2 separate regions of the Mus musculus genome follow, and region 2 is linked to region 1. Evidence: chromatin contacts called from public HiChIP or PLAC-seq data. All regions are on one chromosome and are shown on one strand. Each heading gives the region's core, a stretch centred on a gene start, on an enhancer-like site or on the middle of the called end of the contact. The rest is flanking DNA. Distances are from core to core; before and after follow the strand shown. Region 1 overlaps Pam (peptidylglycine alpha-amidating monooxygenase). Region 2 has its middle 72 kb from the start of Slco6d1.

What was found. HiChIP or PLAC-seq counts read pairs in DNA pulled down with a chosen protein or histone mark.
Region 2: an H3K27ac HiChIP or PLAC-seq map of heart atrium shows a contact between it and region 1, with 9 times the contacts expected there. The contact joins two enhancer-like sites. A contact is called at or near these places in 1 of 484 Hi-C or Micro-C datasets (bone marrow-derived macrophages), 3 of 115 datasets of contacts at active chromatin or transcription factors (cardiomyocytes, embryonic basal ganglia and heart atrium) and 1 of 9 other capture datasets (adipose tissue).

What each region holds. Positions count from the first base shown.
Region 1 is chr1:97,830,380-97,836,329 of GRCm38.p6, forward strand. It overlaps Pam (peptidylglycine alpha-amidating monooxygenase), which reads right to left. Exons shown (of 26, transcript NM_001357127.1): 22 at 4,029-4,137; 23 at 1,076-1,129. Among named protein-coding and RNA genes, the nearest start is that of Gin1, 63 kb to the left of the region's middle. Within about 2 kb of position 3,507, at least 45 of the 459 cell types and tissues checked have an H3K27ac peak or open chromatin away from gene starts, as enhancers often do. A contact at or near this core is called in heart atrium, where this site is marked.
Region 2 is chr1:98,345,732-98,352,468 of GRCm38.p6, forward strand. No RefSeq gene overlaps it. Among named protein-coding and RNA genes, the nearest start is that of Slco6d1, 72 kb to the right of the region's middle. Within about 2 kb of position 4,465, at least 15 of the 459 cell types and tissues checked have an H3K27ac peak or open chromatin away from gene starts, as enhancers often do. A contact at or near this core is called in heart atrium, where this site is marked.

The sequences.
Region 1 (5,950 bases), core at 2,257-4,756:
TGCCAGGCGAATCGCATTGATGATTTAAGACTTGTGTCTGTATTTGAGTAACAGGAATACCACTCAGTATTTGTCCCTTAGGTAGAATCTCTACAAATGCCAAACAGTGCCATTTATTTTTGCTACAATGTTAGCTCTCACAATGCTGAGCTGAGCCTGCTGCTAACTTTCCTTTCTGCCTATGTCAACTTCCTTTTGCTTGTGGCTTCTTCACACATCTTTACAAACTACTTTCTTGAGCAAGAAAACAAGTGAGTAAGAAAACAAAGATGCTTGGACTTCGGTCTGAACCTCTTCACCTGGGGGTTCAATCTGAAGAATGGAATTGATTTGTGACTTAAAGCATGGCGTGTCCAACAACAAACACCAGTCAAAAGCCTACATTGTCGAAAAAGTACAAACTCAAAGTGGCTCTTGGGAAAAGTGACTAGTCAGAGATTCTGAATGGGAATAGGAGCCACTCACCGGGAGCTAAACTCATTTCAGATACTGTGTGTCAATATGGATGGGGCCATGGAGATGTGTGCAGTGATTTCCCTGAGGTCAGGTGTCTTGTCATTTCTCTCAGGTTTACTACATTGCTGTTTACAAAGGCCCCAGTCAATCTTGTTGGCTCTGAGGTACTACGTCACGAGTTGGTGGGCATGCTAATGTTTCCTATCAAATAGAAGTTACCCACTAAGGTTTTTCACTTGTGTACATGAGAGTTCACGCCGGCTTTTCTAGCATACCAAAAATCCTTTTTTTTCTTTCTACCTTACAAAAAGTCAAAAATACTTCCCAATACAACTAGCTGAATCTTTTCCTTTCTGCATATCTCTCTTGCTCATTATAGATTTCTTAAGTCCTCCTCCATAAGTGAGAATCAGCAATGATCAGAGGCCCTTAGAACTATTTCCTTCAACATACAAAGAAGTGGCGGCGTGCAGGCTTAAGAGCTCTGCAAAAAGCAGGGAGCAACGACTTACCACATTATATATTTTTAGCTTGATAATTTTTAACCTGCAATCAAGAGCCCAAAATAATCCAACTAGATAGCTTTTGGTTTCACAGTTGAGAGAGGACTCTGACCAACCTTTGATTTCCGGGACCTCAATGCCAGCCTTTTTAACTGATCGATGCTCCACTTCTGTAACAGCACAATAAGAAGAGAGAAGAATCAGAATCCTCTAAAAGAACATTAAAAACTTAACCTTGATACCAGTTTTAGTCAGTTACATAAATTTCCGAAGTCTAACTAGAGGTCAAGTCCATGAATCCTCTATAAAACCTTCTTAGTGTAGTTGAGGTAATATTTTTAATAACTTATTCAGAATAGGGTTTTTTGGGGGGGATTCATAATATTACATTGTTTCTGAAATATCAGGTAGCTCTGTTTATTAGGTCCAAATGGCAGAGCTGGTGACAAAATTCTGTTTGCAAGGCCCCCACTCTCCCATTCCCTCTCACCCCTCCCAGATGGCAGTGCTGGTGACAATGTCCTAAATAGAGGGCTCAGACCTGGTAAACAGGATTGTTACTGGGTAAACAGACACTTAATTCAGCATTCCACAGGCAGTCTGTTCTCAAAGGTCAATTATTTAGGACAAAAGCATCCAATTCCCACTTAATCTAAACAGCCGGTGCCAGTCAGAGGCCCTCTGCTGACTCTCAGATACAATCCACTTGCTTTTCCACCATTTTGCTTCTCTCAGAGCTCCCTCCCTGAGAGATAGCCTTGGCAGTTTGATCCCCACAGACCTTTCTACCTAAGGAATGGAATGATTCAGTTCAGTGGTTTTACCACTCCCTTGCTAACGTTGTTTGCACCTGGACAACATCTTAGAGTGAAGGTTGTTTCTTTATTTTTCTGGAAAGGTGAATAACTTCTGGGGTAGCATAGGCTGCAGGTCCCTCACAGTCCTCACTGGATTAAGAAGTCCCTCCAGGAGCTGTAAAGCAGGACTGAGAGTGTGTGTGTGGATACTTCCTGAGGGCCTGAGATCGGGAGACTTTGACTTAATCCTGTGTTATTTCCAGTGTGGAACTGATACACTAGCTCTATTGGAGTGTGAGAAATAGGTGGCAGGGCCTTGGAAGACACAGGGCTGTGCTTTCATGTGGCCCATGTCCTTCTATCCCCCTTTTCTGCTTCTTGGTCATAAGCTCCCTTGTACCACATGACACTGCTGCTGTGACTTTCTTTGTAAACAATCAAGGATTGAACCCTCTGAAATCGTGAGCAGAATATGGTTTTTCCTGATGAACAGTTTTGTCACATCTGCCAAGACACCAAATGGTTGAATCTATGTGCACTATGCTAATTGGGTTCTTATCTCAGAATACTAAAAGTCACTCAAAGATTAATTAATTCAAAGCTCAAAAGTTACTGAATACAGCATTGGCCAAATTGAGACGTAAAATGTACATTATATTTGATTGAAGTTCATAGTCTTAATTTTACTTTTCTTCTAACAATTTGTTTCCTTTTCTTGTTAGGACGTGAATTTATGCTGTTATTGACATAATTTATTAATCAAGTTTTCATGTCCTTATTAACTCTTTACCTAATAAAACTATTTGCTGCAGCTTTAGATACCACAAATCTATCATCCCCAAATCCTTTACTAATTACAACTATCTCCTGTTGCTTAGACTCCAAAATACTTAAAAAGCATTTCTGGATATTGGATATTTTTGGCCAAGTAAACGTTCACTGAACTTCAGATAAAGAATGTTTTGATTTATAGCTTGAAACCAGGGACTATGCTAGCATAGTTTTAATGATGTGCACATTGAAATGAAAGAATTCGAACATTCTTGCAAAAATACAGCGCCAGCATCCAGCTCAGGCCACAATATCTGCAGCAATTTCCTCTGCCAGATACTATCGGGTACCCTGCTGAGACACAATGATCCCCTGGCTATCAGACATCCTGGGGCCCTTTCTCATTTGTGAAGTAAGTTAACATTAAAATGGATCTTGGCCATCTAACTTGCTCCCAACCCTTTTCTCTATCTCTTGCCTGGGATTCAGAGAGCGCGGCTGAGGGACTTCTGTTGTGAAACCTCACCCTTCTCTAGGGAGCCATAAGAACAGATCCCACTTCTGCCTCAAGAGCTCTGCTTCTTCTTCTGAGACCACACCATTCTGTCTATCTCTGGTGCTTCATCCTGAACTCTCATAGCATCTCTGTCACACAATTCCTCTCCTCTGTCTATCTGTGACGTTAATAACTTTTCTAACAGATGCCTTACTTCTCAATAATCCAGCTCAATGTCCCCTTGAAACAGCTCTATAGACCTAACAGGAAGTAAGCTATTCCAGTGTTCCCTTGACTCTCCTTCCCCACCCCCAACTCTAAAACCTAACAATTTTACACTAACTGGCTAGGTTCTGATGGAGCAAATGTGTTCTTTATGTTCTGAGTTAAATAAAAATACAGCAACTCAGTATCTGGAGGAAAGCTGAGCCCTAAGTGTCAGGGAAGGATGCTGTTGTCCCTTGAAGCTCAGTGCTACAGAGAGCCACATGGGGTGATAGCTCGTGGCAACAAGCCAACCTCTGCTTTGTCAAAGCTGTCTCTTCCTTCTGTAACCAAGCTGGAATTAACACTGGCTTTTAATGTAACAGACATTACTTCACACATCAAAAATTTCCTGTGGAGTGTCTCTGGAAACAAGGCAATGACTGCCAGGAAAATGAAAAAAGAAAAAACCAAACCAAAACAAAAAAAAAAAAAACAAACCAAAAAACAAAACCCCTCTCTCTCCACATTTCAAACCTTATTGAATCCCTGAATTGGATACCAAATAAGGACCCCATCCCTTCCTCCTCCTCCTCCTCTCATCGCTCTTCATTTCTCGTCCTTTGTAGTACAAGGAATAGAAAGCTGAAGATGCCAGACACGTGCTGAACCCCAAACCCAAACCCCTTATATCCCTGTTTCCTATTCAAAAGCAAATGTTTTTGTTTCCCATTTTAAACAATAAAACAGATGGAAATTACAGTCAGAAGTACTATAAAAATGAACAAATGAAAAACAAACCCAGCCTGCTTTCAGTGAGGGTGAACTTCCACACGGTGTTTGTGTGTGCGTCGCCAATGTACACAGTCCCATCTTCAGAAGCCACAATATCATGAGGCATGTCAAAGTGCTGCCAAATGCAAAGGCATTTGTTATTGGGATGAGGCTGTACTTACATCTATTACAGAATGACAGAAAAATTAGACATAGCATGTGACTCAAACGAAAGTGACCTTAATTCCCACCAAAGCAACTCCAGCCAACGGCAGCTGTTCATTGCATCCTGACTCTGTGGGGCACAGTTCTAGACACTGAGCAAAGCAATGGGGACCTATAACCACTGACTTGAGATTCTTTTAAAAACTGGAAATTCATAAGTTGTTTTTTTTTTCAGGGCAGTTGGATTTGGTACTTTGTGACTTATTTGTGTTTACTTTTTCTTTCATATTTCTCCTGTTTTAAAAAACTGACTATTGAATGTCTCCTCAGACATATTCATACAGGGATCCTACACATTCAGGCTCCTCTTGCCCCAAAGCTCTGCTCATGTTCCTCCCACCCCCTTTAACCCTCTCTCCTACCCTAAAGTCCCCTTTCCATATTTACCATATTTATCTGCTTTAGTTTTGAGACCCAATCAGTTTACCCAGGGCTACCCATGTAGAGTTTGAACTCTCCACTGGAGCGTGGCTGACTCACGAGTGCTTATGTAATTGACAGTAGTAATGCCTGGTTTCCCACAATTCATCAGTAGCCACTAGGTCAGCAGTTAGGAACCAACAGTGGAGATGAAGGAGATGAAGCTTCTCCATCTATGGTTAGCTGTAAACAGGTCCATTCTGCTCTGCTTTTTTTTTCTTCCCCAAGACAGGGTTTTTCTGTGTAGTCCTGGCTGTCCTGGAACTCACTCTGTAGACCAGGCTGGCCTCGAACTCGGAAACCCGCCTGTCTCTGCCTCCCAAGTGCTGGGATTAAAGGCATGTGCCACCACTGCCTGGCTCTATTCTGCTTTTTAAGAGTAAGTTTTTATTATATTAGAATTGCTGTTATATGTCTATGTCTGGGTGTAGGTATATGCATGTGAGCACAGTGTCCAAGGAGGCCAAGAAAGGGCACTGTGTCCTTGGAGGGGGGGGTTACAGTGGTTGTGAGCCATCAATGTGGATGCTGAGAAATGAACATAGGACCTCTGCAGAAGCAGACACTGCTCTTAAGTACTGAGGTCGGGCTGGTTCTCCAGTAGCGTCTATGTAGACAAGTACAGTTGCATTGGGCTCATGACTGGAATAGCCATTTCATGCCCAGCAGATGCATTCCCTAGCCCTTCTCCCTATCCTCTAGCTCTTTCTACTTCCTCTTCAGCAGTATTCCCTAAGCCTTATAGGTGGGGCCATAAATATTATTGCTGATCATCTAACCCTCATTTTTCTGGGCACCTTGAGCAGTCCCATGCCTCTTCCTTCAGTACTGTTCACTGAAAAGAAAGACTATAGAACGGAAGACCCAGACTTAAGTTTACACCATCACTGCCACCTCATTTTTTAAACAAAGATGCCCAAAATACACACATGAGAAAAGAGTATTTTCAGCAAGTGGTGTTGTTACCTGTGTGTTCACATAGAAGAACGAAACCATCTTTATCAGTCTTATTGCCTTAGTACCCTTATGCTAACATTAAGTGGGAACAAGCATTCAGATGTAAACATTTCTAAAGACTGCTGTAGTAGAAAAGAAAGAGTCACATGATGTGAGGGAAGAAGCAACAGAATATGACCACAGAAAAGGCAGTGTAAAACTTTACCTTTGACCTTCGACTTGAATCATAACAACATCATTTCTTTTACCCAGATTTTGAATCTTTATAATGAGGAACTTAGTAAGTAGAAATTCTGAGAGATCTATAAGCCTGTTTCATTTTACAGAATCAATCTAGAATACATCTC
Region 2 (6,737 bases), core at 3,215-5,714, 520 kb after region 1:
GACACATAATAATCAGAACAACAAATACACTAAATAAAGATAGAATATTAAAAGCAGTAAGGGAAAAGGTCAAGTAACATATAAAGGCAGACCTATTAGAATAACACCAGACTTCTCACCAGAGACTTTAAAAGCCAGAAGATCCTGGACAGATTTTGTATAGACTCTAAGAGAACACAAATGCCAGCCCAGGTTACTATACCCAGCCAAACTCTCAATTACCATAGATGGAGAAACCAAGTATTCCATGACAAAACCAAATTCACACAATATCTTTCCAAGAATCCAGCCCTTCAAAAGATAATAAAGGGAAAACACCAACACAAGGACGGAAGCTACCCCTAGAAAAAGCAAGAAAGTAATCAATCCTTCAGCAAACCTAAAAGAAGACAGCCGCAGGAACAGAATCCCAATTGTAACACAAAAATAACAGGAGCAACAATTACTTTTCTTTAATATTTCTTAATATCAATGGACTCAATTCCCCAATAAAAAGACATAGACTGGCTACACAAACAGAACCCAACATTTTGCTGCTTACAGGAAACCCACCTCAGGGAAAAAGACAGACACTACCTCAGAGTGAAAGGCTTGAAAACAATTTTCAAAGCAAATGGTCTGAAGAAACAAGCTGGAATAGCCACAGATATCTACAGAACATTTTATCAAAAAACAGAAGGATATACCTTCTTCTCAACACCTCATGGTACCTTCTCCAAAACTGACCTCAACAGATACAAAAATATTGAAATTGTCCCATGCATCCTATCAGATCACTATGGACTAAGGCTGATCTTCAATAACAGCATAAATAATAGAAAACCAACATTCATGCGGAAACTGAACAACACTCTACTCAATGATACCTTGGTCAAGGAAGGAATAAAGAAAGAAATTAAAGACTTTTTAGAGCTTAATGACAATGAAGCCAAAACATACCCAAACTTCCCATAGGACACAATGAAGGCAGTCCTAAGAGGAAAACTCATAGCCCTGAGTGCCTCCAAAATAAACTAGAGAGAGCATACACTAGTCGTCTGACAGCACACATAAAAGTTCTAGAATGAAAGGAAGCAAGTTCACCCAAAAGGAGTAGATGGAAGGAAATAATCAAACTCAGGGCTGAAATCAACCAAGTGGAAACAAAAAAGAACTATTCAAAGAATCAACCAAACCAGGAGCTGGTTCATTGAGAAAATCAACAAGATAGATAAACCCTCAGCCAAACTAACTAGAGGGCACAGGGACAGTATCCTAATTAACAAAATCAGAAATGAAAAAGGAGACATAACAACAGAACCTGAGGAAATCCAAACATCATCAGATCCTAGTACAAAAGGCTATACTCAACAAAACTGTAAAACCTGCATAAAATGGACAATTTCCTCAACAGATACCAGGTACCAAAGTTAAATCAGGATCAGATTAATGATCTAAACAGTCCCATTTCCCCTAAAGAAATAGAAGCAGTCATTAATAGTCACCCAACCAAAAAAAGTCCAGGACTAGATGGGTTTAGTGCAGAGTTCCATCAGACCCTCAAAGAAGACCTAATTCTACTACTCCTCAAACTATTCCACAAAATAGAAACAGAATGCACTCTACCCAGTTTATTCTATGAAGCCACATTTACTCTGATTCATAAACCACACAAAGATCCAACAAAGAAAGAGAACTTCAGATCAATTTCTTTTATGAATATTGATGTAAAAATACTGAATAAAATCCTTGCAAACCAAATCCAAAAACATATCAAAATGATCATCCATCATGACCAAGTAGGCTTCATCCCAGGGATGCAGGGATGGTTTAATATATGGAAATCCATCAATGTAATCCACAATATAAACAAACTCAAAGACAAAAATCACATGATCATCTTGTTAGATGCTGAGAAAGCATTTGACAAAATCACCCCTTAATGATAAAAGTCATGGAAAGATCAGGAATTCAAGGTCCATACCTAAACATAATAAAAGCAATATACAGCAAATAAGTAGCCAACATCAAACTAAATGGAGAGACTGTGGAAGCAATCCCACTAAAATCAGGGACTAGACAAGGCTGCCCACTTTCTCCCTACCTATTCAATATAGTACTTGAAGTCCTAGTCAGAGCAATTAGACAACAAAAGAAGATCAAAGGGATACAATTTGGAAAGGAAGAAGTCAAAATATCACTATTTGCAGATTATAGGATAGTATATGTAAGTGAACCCAAAAATTCCACTAGAGAACTCCTAAACCTAGGGGCCTTATATCCAATATATATATAAAGAACTCAAGAAATTTGACTCCAGAATACTGAATAACCCTATTGAAAATGGGGTACAGAGCTAAACAAAGAATTCTCCACTGAGGATTACTGAATGGCCAAGAAGCACCTAAAAAAATTCTCAACATCCTTAATCATCAGGGAAATGCAAATTAAAACAACCCTGAGATTACAGCTCACATCAGTTAGAATAGCTAAGATCAAAAACTAATGTGACATCAGATGCTAACAATGATGTGGAAAAGGAAGAACACTTCTACATTGCTGTTGGGGTTGCAAGTTGGTACAACCACTCTGGAAATCAGTTTGGCAGTTCCACAGAAAATTGGACATAGTTCTACTAGAATATCCAGCAATACCTCTCCTGTTCATAAACACAGAAGATGCTCCAAATTGTAATAAGGACACATGCTCCACTATGTTCATAGCAGCCTTATTTAGCAAGAAGCTGAAAAGAACCCAGATATCCCTCAGCAGAGGAATGGATACAAAAAATGTGGTGCATTTACATAATGGAGTACGACTCAGCTATTAAAAACAATGAATTTATGAGATTCTTAGACAAATGGATGTATCTGGAGGATATTATTCTAAGTGAGGTAACCCAATTAAAAAGAACACACATATTATGCACTAACTGATAAGTGGATATTAGCTCAGAAGGTCAGAATACCCAAGATACAATTTGCAAAATATATGAAACTCAAGAAGAAGGAAGACCAAAGTGTGGAAACTTTGATCCTTTTTAGAAGGTGGAACAAAATACCCATTGAAAGAGTTACAGAGAAAAATTTGGGAGCAGAGACTGAATGCATGACCATCCAAATACTGCCTCACCTAGGAATCCATACCATAAACAACCACCAAACCCTGACACTATTGCAGATGCCAACAAGAGCTTGCTGGCAGGAGACTTATATAGATGTCTCCCGAGAGGCTCTGCCAGTGTCTGACTAATACAGAAATGGATGCTCATACTCACCCATTAAAGGAAGCACAAAGTCCCCAATAAAGGAGCTAGAGAAAGTACCCAATGAGGTGAAAGGGTTTGCAGCCGTGTATGAGGAACAACAATAATACCTAACCAGTAACCCCAGAGCTCCCTGGGACTAAACCACCAATCAAAGAAAACACACAGAGATACTCATGGCTCTAGCTGCATATGTAGCTGAGGATGGCCTAGTTGGTCATCGATGGGAGGAGAGGCCCTTGGTCCTATGAATGTTCTATGCCCCTGTATAGGGAAATGTTTGGGCCAGGAAGCAGGAGTGGGTGCAGGGAGCAGGGGGAAGAGAGGAGGATAGGGGGATTTTTGGAGGGGAGACTAGAAAATGGGATAACATTTGAAATGTAAATAAAGAAAATATCTAATAAACAAAGAAGAAATTGTCATTTACTAAGCAGATACATTTCTATTCCATGGCAGTTAATTAATAAATAATGTCCCAGTGGGTAAATGTGATTGCCATTAGAGCTGACCTCCACCTGGAGAGCTTATGTGGAGGATATGTAGGACAAACCAATTCCTACAAGTTGCCATCTGACTTCCATACATACACTATGACATGTGCAATAAGACACTCTCCCCTCCTCCCAAATTAATGAAATGTCAGAAATAGACAGACTTGAAAATTAAACATTTCTTTAGATTAACATTTGTAAACTGTACTTACAAAGTCTATTATTTCCTAAAGAAACAAATAACTAATCAGAAGATTTAAGGCTTGAGTAAGAAATTAGTAATCAGTTGAGAGAAAAATTCAAGTATTCTTTAATAATCAAACACCTTTCCTTCTAAGTCAAAGCTTATATAAAGAGCTCATCCTGTTCTAAGGCCATACACAGATAAGTATTCTTGAGACAAAATTTCTTGAACAGGTATTTCAATGATCTTCAGTCTACCTATTCCATCATCAAGTTTATGTGCTTATGGTATGAGAGGCTTAAAACAGTTTGCAGAGTATTTGTATAGGTGTGAGAACAAGCAAAAGTGTTGCTCTCTTGTGTCAGGAAGGTTGATTATTATCTGGAGATGAGAAGCAAAATCAAAAGTAAAGGAAAAGAAAGGAAAGAGACAAAGGAACATTCTCTAGGTGATATAACTGTCTGTTGGGGCAGGAGAGGGATGATGAGAGGCTCTTGAGCTGTGGGGAGGACAGCTGCTCATGTAGTCAAGGCATCATCATTATTGATTATTGTATTCAGTTTCAAACCATCTGTTGCCAAATACAGGCACTTGTAGTCCCATTCTGTCTTGTAGCTCCAGTGTGGGTTTTGTACATAGTTAATTTTTCGTGTATTTCAAAGGAAGGGACAGCTTGCACAGATGGATGATACTAGAACAAAGAAAAGACATTAGACTCTTCTGGTGATGGTTCTTTTGTCTAAGACAAGGTTATTCATTCATATTGAACTGCTTTAAATACTTGGCTGTGGTATGGCGAATATGGTTTCAAAACTAAATACCGCCATCTGGTGGTACAAAATCATCGCATTAATACCTAGAAGGTATTTCTAGAATTTTATTTCCTTCTTCCATTGTTAGTATCTTCAATGGCGTCATGATTTCAAATAAACTGGCTGATATAATCACTAAGCAAAAGAAAAAAAAGTACATATTTAAGACACCAATGAACATTTTGGAATGGGTCTCTCTAGATTCAATTATTTAGTAACAAAATTTTCAATCCAAATTATGTTTGCATTGAGAATGGTTGAGAAAATATGCAAAACCAGGGATCCAGTTTTGTCTTAGGCAGTTATGCAAAGCAATTTCCTGGTATTTGAGGCTATTATTTATACTATAGTCACAAAAAAGAAATCAGACCCACCTGTGGAATCGAGGACTCGTCCTGTGGATGAAAAACAAATCTACTTCCTTATTAGCTATGCTTTGGTTGATTCAGTGTAAACTTTCCTGACCTATGGAATTCATTTGTGTTTGAAGGGCAGAAACCTAGACTTTGTGCTTCTTTTCCTTGCATTTTCTATGCAGGAGACTTTGAATTTAACAGGGCTGAAACTAGAAACCAGTATCAGCAGAAACCTGTATTACTTCTCTGTATATCCTTCCCCTCCTATCTAGCTTTTCTATTTTATAAAGACTAAGGTACATTTTAAGAGAGGTTATCAAATGTGAAGTGTTTCCAGGCAACAGACCTAGTCCCTGTTATTTTTTTATTTTAGTGATTTTTATCATTCTCAAGGGAAACAATATACATCTGGCTAAAAGACAATGTTTAATAAATTTTGAATTACATCAAAATGAAGAATTCTTTTTTTCCTTATAGCCCTCGTAAGAAGAGGTTTTAACCAAAATGGAATTCCTAAAGAGCTAATCAGCTGCAATACCTCCTAGCTAAAATATTTTAATAGTTTCATAATTAAGAATTTCTTTACAGGTCTATTCCTGGATCATCTTTACTCACATTCTCAGTAATTTCTCTGCACGAATGCACATTTGCATATCAAAAGACAGCAACATCCTCACACACTCACACCCACATATCCCCCACACCCACATTCACACAAATTCTCTCTCACATGTACTCACTCACTCACACACACACTCACACACACACGCACACACACACAGAGAGAGAGAGAGAGAGAGAGAGAGAGAGAGAAAGAGAGAGAGACATAGTACTCATCACACAAGACTATGAATACTATGTGACATCCCACAGACCAACACATTATGCAGCCTTTAGTGAGTAATAGTTGACCCCCTCTAATTATTGGTTGCTCCCATGGAGGCTCGATGCCCAGTGTAGGAGAATGCTAGGGTGGTGAGTTGGAGGTGAGTGGGTGGGTGGGGAGCACCCTCATAGAAGCAGGTGGAGGGGGGGGATGAGATAGGGGGGTTGTGGAGGGAAAACCAGGAAAGTGGCTAACATCTGAAATGCAAATAAATAAATAAATAAATAAATAAATATTTCAAGGCAACAAAAAAGAAATTATTGTTAAAAGCATCAATGACAGACAGATGATATTGATTATCAAGTTCTAATATACAACCTCCTTTAGTTACCAAGGGCTTCAACCTACTCTTACCTCTCCCTAGTCACTCATTAGGGACAGCCAAAAGATGAAGTTCTAATAAATGCAATGTAACTGAACAAGATATGTGATAATTTTTTTGTTTTTTGTTTGTTTGCTTGTTTGTTTGTCAGAAAAGTATTTGCTGGGGTTTTTTTTTGTTTCTTTTTTCACTCTTGTTTCTACTATCTGGGACCGGGTGACAACTGTCCAATGCCCTTCAATTTAGAGATGTAAACTAATGATGGCTTGGCAGCTCTGACACATGGGCCATGCAGAGATGTGGAGACCAAGCTGGCAGCCCACACTACTCCAGATTGTCATGTCACAGAAACACAAGGCTGTCACTCAAGCCCCTGTGTTCCAGGTGTTTCTCATAACAATTCTGTCTGCATTCTGATATGTTTTCAAAAGCAATCCCTATT